3 separate regions of the Drosophila melanogaster genome follow, and all the other regions are linked to region 1. The links are chromatin contacts, called in public Hi-C and targeted proximity ligation maps. All regions are on one chromosome and are shown on one strand. The core of a region is the stretch at or near the end of the contact, and the rest is flanking DNA. Distances in the headings are between cores, read along the strand shown. Region 1 holds the start of aop (anterior open). Region 2 holds the start of lilli (lilliputian). Region 3 holds the start of Bacc (Bacchus).

What was found. A called contact is a pair of places that touch in the nucleus more often than the background predicts.
Region 2: a contact with region 1 is called in a Hi-C map of the Kc167 cell line, with 6 times the contacts expected there. A contact is called at or near these places in 2 of 107 Hi-C or Micro-C datasets (the Kc167 cell line and wing imaginal disc).
Region 3: a targeted proximity ligation map of the Kc167 cell line shows a contact between it and region 1, with 5 times the contacts expected there. A contact is called at or near these places in 6 of 107 Hi-C or Micro-C datasets (the S2 cell line, cellular blastoderm embryo, embryo and 2 more) and 2 of 7 datasets of targeted methods (both in the Kc167 cell line).

Annotation. Positions count from the first base shown.
Region 1 is chr2L:2,177,248-2,180,147 of dm6, reverse strand. It overlaps aop (anterior open), which reads left to right and starts at 1,394. Exons shown (of 4, transcript NM_078731.3): 1 at 1,394-2,301.
Region 2 is chr2L:2,884,445-2,887,344 of dm6, reverse strand. lilli (lilliputian) reads right to left here and starts at 1,416. Exons shown (of 12, transcript NM_078740.3): 1 at 767-1,416. It overlaps NTPase (NTPase,), which reads left to right and starts at 1,495. Exons shown (of 4, transcript NM_164515.3): 1 at 1,495-1,712.
Region 3 is chr2L:2,750,989-2,753,888 of dm6, reverse strand. Bacc (Bacchus) reads right to left here and starts at 1,444. Exons shown (of 4, transcript NM_001273031.2): 1 at 1,049-1,444; 2 at 229-517. The coding sequence starts at 474. Pgk (Phosphoglycerate kinase) reads left to right here and starts at 821. Exons shown (of 4, transcript NM_001273029.1): 1 at 821-894.

The sequences.
Region 1 (2,900 bases), core at 145-2,644:
CAGGGCGTGGGCGGGGTCGTCCGGCTGGTCGCCGTTTATGGGCATTTGACTTGAAATGTCAACGTAAACGTTGCTCGTTGCTCGGGGAGAAACTGGTTAGCCAACTGAGGCGACTGGAGACCCCAAAGCGGATGCAGTGCAACTGAGCGCATCTTCAGGCCCACCGACCGACCGACCAACCGACCGTCCAAGCAACCTGACGAGGAACCCCAGCCCCGCCCCCTTTCCAAAGAGATTTTCCGTCGCAGCCGAGCGGAAATGTTCCAACAATTTATAATTAAAGATTGCCAACTGGTTTCCATGAAGATCCAAGATTTATGGGATCGAAAACACCTATCAGCTAGCACCTCCAAACATTTTGTATTACAATAGAGCGCTTTTCCCAGGCGCGTGGCGCTTATTTCATTTTCGGCCAGGGGGTCGTATTCATAATTATTTCAAATGCTTGAGAGCATTATCGCACACTGATTAGAGTTCACGGAATTGTCTTATCTATGGTTTATGTGCAAAAAGCTCGCCAATAGTCACAATTGACAGCTAATGGGTATGGCATGCTCGATCATTTCAAGTTTCCAGTCACAATAGGTGTGTATGTTATCTAGTGAGAGAACGATCCCTTGGTATTTCGGCGCCCATGCTTCTGGTATCAGCATGAATCGTTTGTTTAAACTTTATCTTCTATTGATTAACAACTAAATCGAGCGCCCCACGCGAATTCGACGCCGCCCACAGACAGCGGTTGCCTATTGAGTTGTTTCGTAGTAAACTTTGGTGGGTTTTAAATTATTTAAATTATTACCTCTGCGAGCTGTTGCTTCTTTCGTTGCCAAGGAAGTGGATGGTGGATCTGTAAATGTTTACGCGCCTAATGATTTGTTTGTGGTCTTTGCACACACTCCTACTTCTCAGAGTATAATAACATAATCGAGATTATTATGGCAATTGTGGGGAATCTGGGAATTTTAAAAAATTACGAACATAAAATACGTATGTTAATTGAGATTATTGTGAAATTATTCCGGAATTGGAATTGGAATTTTGTGGCGCATGCAAGTCTCTCAAGCTCTGATATAAGATTGTTTATAAATATTGAAATATAATGAGCAGCTCAGGGGTGTCTTTCAATCGTTAAAACTTTAACTCATATAAGACTGGCGCATCAAAGCTTCACTGTACCTCAAAATATAGGTCCGATTTAAGATATAAATCTTGGACGCTAAAACGGATACGGATCAAAGCGCGACTTCCTTAAAAAATTATCTTATTTTCGTATTCTTCACCAGTTCTTTTTGAATTGTTTTTGCTGTATGTCGCTCTCTTTGCTTCTCTTTCTCTTTCGATTCTCTCTCCGCATGCGCCGACTTGTTCATGTTCGCCGCCTGTTCGAATCGAATCGGCAGTCAAAAAGAAACTGCCGTGCTGGGCGGACGTGTAGAAGAGTCGCTCCTGAAAGCAACTAGACATTCTGCTGTAAATGGCAAACTAATATGTTTTAAATTGATTAATTCACAATTAATAGAATTTAATTCGTGCGCGGCGTTGAGGAAATAAACGGTTCTTCTTAACTCGGTGTGTGTTTACATTGCCCGGTGTGTGTGTGCGCGAAACGGAAATAAAAAATAAACAAGAGCGACAGCAACAACGCCAACAACAACAGCAACATCAGCGAGAGCAAAGCAACGCAACAAGAAGTGCAAGCAAAAGTGAAAAGGAAGACGAAAGAGGAAATGCCAAAGTACAACAACAAATACACGAACAAAACGCCAGAGTGCAAGTGCATCGCGTGAGTGTCTTACAGTGTGCGTGTGCGTTTGTGTGCCCGCGTCTGCCTGTGTGTGCGTGCTGCTGAGGCGGCGGCGGAAGTAAAAACGCTTGACTTCGCCTTCTTCTTATTCATTTGCTCCGCTTTACGGCTGGCATTTGTCGCAGAACGAAGCGAAAACAAAAACAAAAACAGAGAGCCTGGATTAGCCCCAAAAGCACACAACCACCGCCCACGCGGCGCCCCTCACCAAAAGGAAACAGCAACACAAACAACAATGGCAACTTGGCGCGACGCCCTCTTCGTCATCAGCAGATAACAACAAGAACAACATCGAATTAACAGAAACAAAACCAAAAACAAAAATAAAACAAGAAAGCGAAGCAAAAGCTAAAGCATTCTGGGATCTGGACATATCCGCTTCCGCGTTGCTTCTGTCGCTAAAAAGCTCAAGAATCGAATCCGAAGCCCAACGCAAACAGACAAATTCACTCACTCACCTTACAGTACGTAACCACAGTGCACAGTGGAGCAAACAGGTGAGAATTTTGATAATTTGTATACTTTTTGTTGTGAACTGTTAAATTAACCATTGTCAAAATAGTAGCAGAAAAGAGTGTCAAAAATAAAAACATTTTTTCTCAATATGTAAGCACAATGGTTTTTATATCTGGAGTTCTTTTATATTCGTAATCGTGCAAGAATCGGTGTTTACAGACATTACCCCTGTATCACTCCATTGCCGTCGTTGCTTTTTTTTACGAATTGGTTAAAACACCATCTTTTGGTACATGTATTTCCCATAACTACGTCACAATGGTCATGGAAACAGAAAAGTGTCTTGTCTGAGCAGCTGATAAATAATTGCTCCACCTTAATCTGGCTTTGGTTATCTGCTGCATATGACTTCCCCACTTCGCTCCACCCGACGTCTTACAATGTCTGAGTTTTGGTCTCTGGTTGAGGTCAACAATTTGTCGGATCTACACGTGTAAACAGATAACTTGGGCTATATTTGGTTCGCAGTACACTCATATGAGATGGATGAAGACTCGGCAACAACGGTTTATCTAAGGTTTAGTTGATTTATTTGCCTGTTCAGAGGATCTGATTGTGGCGTTTTCATTTGGGGCTTGTT
Region 2 (2,900 bases), core at 167-2,666, 710 kb before region 1:
AATGGTATTTTCGCTTTATTCTGACGGCATTGGCCATATTTATTTCATCAGTTGGCAAAGCATCTCTGGGTTCGCGAACAAACACAATAGTATTTAAGTTTGTCGATTATTTTCAACGTTTGGGCGAATGGACGTGGACTATTGGAATGTCGGCTTTCAAACAAATAACAATTGTTCTTATCAGAATTGCTTGAGGTGTGTGTGCGTGTGACTCTCTCTCCCCCTCCTACTTATAGCATTTGCATTCTCCTTGTTGAGCCGATAGTGTCCTTTCACCCTTTTTTACTTGGAGTATACAAGTATTGGTATTTTTCTGCGTTTCAGTTATTCTTTTTAAGGCAAACACCTACCTAAATAATTGATAAAAACAAAAAGCTAGCAAACCCAAACACACACACACACACGCACGCACACAGCGACGGAAAGAGCGCATGAGAGAGGAATTGTCCGTCTGGCATTTTGACGTTTATTACTTTGCCTGTATTGTTGTTGCTGCTGCCTTTGCATTGCCTCTTTTTTTGTTGCCTTTGCGCGCGAATTCGCTGCGCATAGCAAATTAAAATTAAAAGTTTGCGAGAGCGAGAGAGTGCAACAAAAAAGCAGGGAAAAAATATCAAAATTAATTTCTTTTCGGCGTGGCGGGAGAGAGAAGGACAGAGCGGAGAGAGAGAGGGAGAACGAGCAAAAAAGAGAGAGAGAGCGCGCGACGACATGACGAACTTTTGACACATTTTGTTTATAACAATTGTCTGCTTTTTGCACTTACCTCTTTTTCGTTTGCTTCAATTGCTCCTCTCTGCTGGTGACTACAACTTAATATTGTTTTGTGTGCGAAATCAGAAATGCCAGTTTAAACATTATTTAACACAAATACGTTTACGCACACTAGCATATATGCTGTAGTAATTTGTTGTTGTTGCTGTGCTGTTGGTGGTGGTGGCGATGGTGATAAAGCCTTGCCGTTTTAGACGATTTCTGGTCTCCTCGCATTAAATATGTTTAGTTTCCATTACTGTTTGTTGTTGTTGTGATTGTTGTTATGTGGTGTATTAATAAAAAACGTACGCGAACTGCAGTCAAAGTCACTCACACTCACACTCACACGCACGCACACACTGGCACACGGCATACGGCACACACAAACGCACGCACGCACACACACAGCAACTAGTAATTCTGCTGTGCGAAAGAGACAACATGAGAGCGCTTACGAAAAAAATGTTTGTGTAAGTTTCCCCGAAAACGCGATTTCATCCGGAAAATGCACTGCGCTCGCATTTCGCCTCCGCCGCGTTGGCCATTTAATCACTTTATATGGTTCCGTTTCGATTGCATTGTTTTTAGTAGGGGTTTTTAACCGAAATTTAGTTGCGTGTTTTGTGTTGGTGCAGAGAGAGCAGGAAAATACACATATCGTTATCGATGGGTCGGCTATCGATACGGCAACTATCGCCCAGCTGATTGGCGGGCGATCAGCTGTGCGACGATAGGTCCAGTTCTGGAAAATGTCGGTACCGCATATTTGCTAAAAATTTCGATTTTCTCTTACTTAATGAATGATTTTTGGAACCGGTTTGTCTAACGATCTGAGTTTTATCTAGCAATGTGTTTATCCGAGCGTTTTTGAAAATTCATAAGCAGTTTTCAGTGTTGGTTTTCAACACTGGTTTCTTATCTCAATGTCTAATCCAGAAAACCCAATTTTGGAATGGGCAAGTATCTTAATGGGAAATATGATATACCTATATAATCTAATCTACACTTAGCTTGAATGAATATCTATTGAATCCAATTATCTTATTTGTCGGTACAAAATAATGATAAGAATCTACGAATGAATCTATGATAAATCCTTATTGATTTAAATAGCGGATTAAGGCACAACGAATCCTCTAATATATGTCAATTATAGTACTATGCACTGGATTTCTGCACCTGTTATCAGAATTCCGTTAAGAAGTATACTTATCAAAATCGAATAATTTCACAATTTTAAATATTTCTATGTTATCCACATCAATTTTTGGCATCCCTGCCGCCCCCGCAGTGTGGCCGTATGCGCTGATAGTGGGCGCCGCAGCGAACAGCTGATAGGGCTGCAGCATATAAATGAGCAGGTGGTAAATAAATGTTTTTAGTTGATTCCAAGACGCCATTCCGTGCGCGTTGGCTTCCTGATCAGAGTTTATCATTCGGCGGGCGCGGCCATCATTAGATTAGATCGACATTAGTGCGTTCCGCTCGGCGATCGGCAGCAATCGATCCGAAATAAACAAACGCTCGCGTATTTACATAATTTAAGTGAAAAGTAACGACGACAGAATGACGAACACCGATGTGCGAAAGAGAAAAGTAAGGAAAAGGTCAAAAGGGCAATCCACAGCACAAATTTAATGCCAATTTCATGGCGCTCTCTCACACACACACGCACACATGCGAATTCCTCAAATTGCTGCTCTTTTGACGCGGAAGTAAAACATCAAATGACTCGCAGAATAATCGTTTCAAGTTCTATTCTATTCGATTGTGCCAATTTGTATCTGAAAATGTATGTTTACAAGACATTTAAATATAGATACGCAATGGCCGCTAAGCACGCTTTTGTTAACAATTATGCAAATTTTGATTTTAGTTACGAAAGAGATGACTAGTGGGTTTTCTATCAACATCTTAATGCCGGCCGGTTTATTTTGAAATATTTTCGTATTCGCATTAGGGTGACCAGTCAGCAGGAACTTTCTCATTTGCAAGGTCATTAGGGGGGGCTGATAAAAAAAAAGCATAGAAAAGTCCAACGATTCAGTTGGCAGCCGTTTCGACCGAATCTCGCTAGACAACTTTTGCAATCGCTTTCTCGCATCGGAACCCAAAGATCACAGGTACACATAGAGTGTCCCATT
Region 3 (2,900 bases), core at 195-2,694, 570 kb before region 1:
AACAACACAAACGCACAACCGAGCCAGCTATACGCTCTCTCTTTTGGGGGCATATGTAAGCCATTGGGAGAGTGCGCTGTTCCGAAAAACGTGTGTATATCTATTTCTAGAATTTTTCCTCGAACAATGCTATGCTACTGGCATATTGGCTTGGAGTGAATCATTAGAGGGGCCTCCTTTTGGTTTTACCGCGTAAACAACTACCTAGTCACATAGATCAGTACTCACTTCTGCTGGCCTCTTGGTGCCTTTCACGGATTCCTTTGCGGGGGCAGCGGCGGCGGCATCGGCGGCATCCTCGCCGTCCTTTGACGTACCGTTGTCGGCCGCGTCGCCGGCGGCATCGGCAGCAGCGGCCTTATCCTCGGCGGCCGCCTTCGCCTTGAGATCGTCCTTGACAGCAGACACATCATCTGCCGCCACCTTCTCCACGGCCACATCGCCGTTGTTCTGTTGTTCCGTAGCAGCCGACATATTTGAATTGGTTTCTTTGAGGTTTTCCGGAACTATTTAGTTTCTGCGTTATATAGAGAACAATTCGGGTTGGTTTTGTGGATTGTCTTGTTGTTGACAAAAAACCAGCGCAAAATACTCGGGGAAGGCGAGAGAGAGACAGAGAGAACCGCACCGAACGAAGCACACAAACACACTGAATGCGATTCAGCTGCGGGCCGTCTATTTAAGCACTGCCTCTCGAGGAGAGAGTAACTTTCTTTAAACGCTCTCGCTGCTCTCTTTTTCGCTCTCCCCGAAATCGTTACGACGCTCACTCGCTCTCTCTCTCCCACGCCATTGGCCCATACAATACACTCAAAAAATCGCCGCGGCATTTGTACAGCCGCAGTCGATAAGACAACAACAACAGCCCAGAGCAGAGCGATCGTTGGATTTTTGGTATATTATTTTGCGGTGATTTTCTGATAATATAGTATCTATATAGTAAGGCTTTAGGAGGTGCCATATATCAGGCGGCGCTACGGCAGGCAAAAGGATTTACTCGTAGGCCCCACTGATGTATGGAATATCCGTTTTCCTTTGGTTTGCTAACCACCGATATGTGCTCCCGTCGACGGTTCGTACAAGACTGAGCTTGCCGTCCGTTCGATGGCTAGAAATTGCCGCTTGCTTCTTCTTGCGCCAAATCGGTTGCAGACATTTTTGCCTATAACTTGAATACCTTTGTTCGGATCGGTTCAGAGACTGATCGAGGCTATAGCTGGTAGTATCCGCTTAATTTTGGGCTTTTTCCCGAGGCGCTGCGATCAAAACTAGATCCGCAAATGACAAGTTGAGTGGGTTTCCTGATTAATTCCATACAAAATCTGCTTGGGTTCCGTGAGTACGGTTGTGGGCGCGTTTGGCGGTAAATTTGAAAATTGCGCGCGCCAGTGGTGCGCTTGTGGGCCTGGGGGCGGGGTCTGGGGGTTGGTAGCGGCGATGGTGGTGTGTGGTGTGTGTGGTGCAGTCACTCTGTGGCGTTCTGACCGTTCGTCGGTGGAACAGAACAGAACAGAGCAGAACAGTGGATGTGGATGTTGCCGATGGGAAGAAGTGTTGCAGCATTGTTGCCGCAGATGCAGATGTGTGTGCTGTGTGTTGTATTCAGCACGGTATTCGTATTTATAGAGTGGACCAGCGTGGGACGCAATGTCGTCGCGGATTGGGGTCAATTGATTGGTAACGTGTGGGGAAGCAGGTGATTTTCGCGGACCAGGAAAGCGGGCAGCTATTTTTGAGATTCTAACTATTTAGATGCACGCAATCGGGGAAATGCTCTATTCCGGGATTATGCGTCTTAAAACTAGAATTAGAGAACTGGAGAAATAGCAAGAAAACAGCAATTTGCAACCCCATAAGATTCGAAAACATTTAAGGGTTAGTTTTCGAAATCGGCAATTTCCAGAAATATTAAACATCCTTAAGTCCTAATGGCCCCACCAAAGACTTCGACTTAAATGCCAATGCCTATCACTCGTCGAATTGGGTCCACCCTTGACTCTTTTTTCATGTGCCAATCTTTCTGTTGATCCCGCACTTGTGGTTCGACCATTTGATGGTGATGGCTTCGTTCGCCGCACGAACCCAGTGGGTTCAGGAATCGCCCAATATATGGGAAACTGGAACTGCCGAGTAGGCTATAACATATCGCCCATATCACCTGGTAGTCAACGTGCTCGAGTTGTACTGGCTCTTCTCTATAAATCTGTGTTATCAGTGGGACAATCACTGCGAGGTTGATCTTCAAGTTCATTCAAAATGTGCACATTAACGAGCGGAATAACAACCCATAAAGTAATACTAGAGGAATTCGACCGGAAGACATAAGGTTCTTGGTGCTATTTCCAGTAGCCTATCGACGAAAGGGTAATAACTATCGTTTGCCGGGTATCCAACAGTCGAGTTTCGATTGGACAGCCTCTCACGCTTTCAGCTATTTTCGTGCGAAAGCAATGGCAAATACGAATACCTAGGCTATATATCTGGTAATCTGAATAATACGGTCGACGACAGAGCGAGCGGACGACTGTCGACAGGCGGATCGCTAATTAAAACCGGCGAACATGTTCCGCGGCATCCCAACCGAGGCGGCATGGTGAACGTAAACACCTGTAATCGTGGCCCGTCGTCCACTCAGTTATCACATATTTGAGGAGCAGCGATGACTTTTTGCCTGAACATCGCTGCCTGATAAGCCGATTTGCGTCTCCATTTCGCTGTGCTTCCATGGGCCGCCTACCGTTCTTCTCTGGCTGTCACTGTCTCACTTTCCGTCCGCCGAACTCTCAGTATCCGTTCGAGTGGCTTGACGCTCGTCGGCCCAAGATTGGTGGGTCTCTCGCGATACGAATAGTCGTGCTCATCGGGCTTGTGAGACCACCTCTCGGTGTTGAACAATGGTA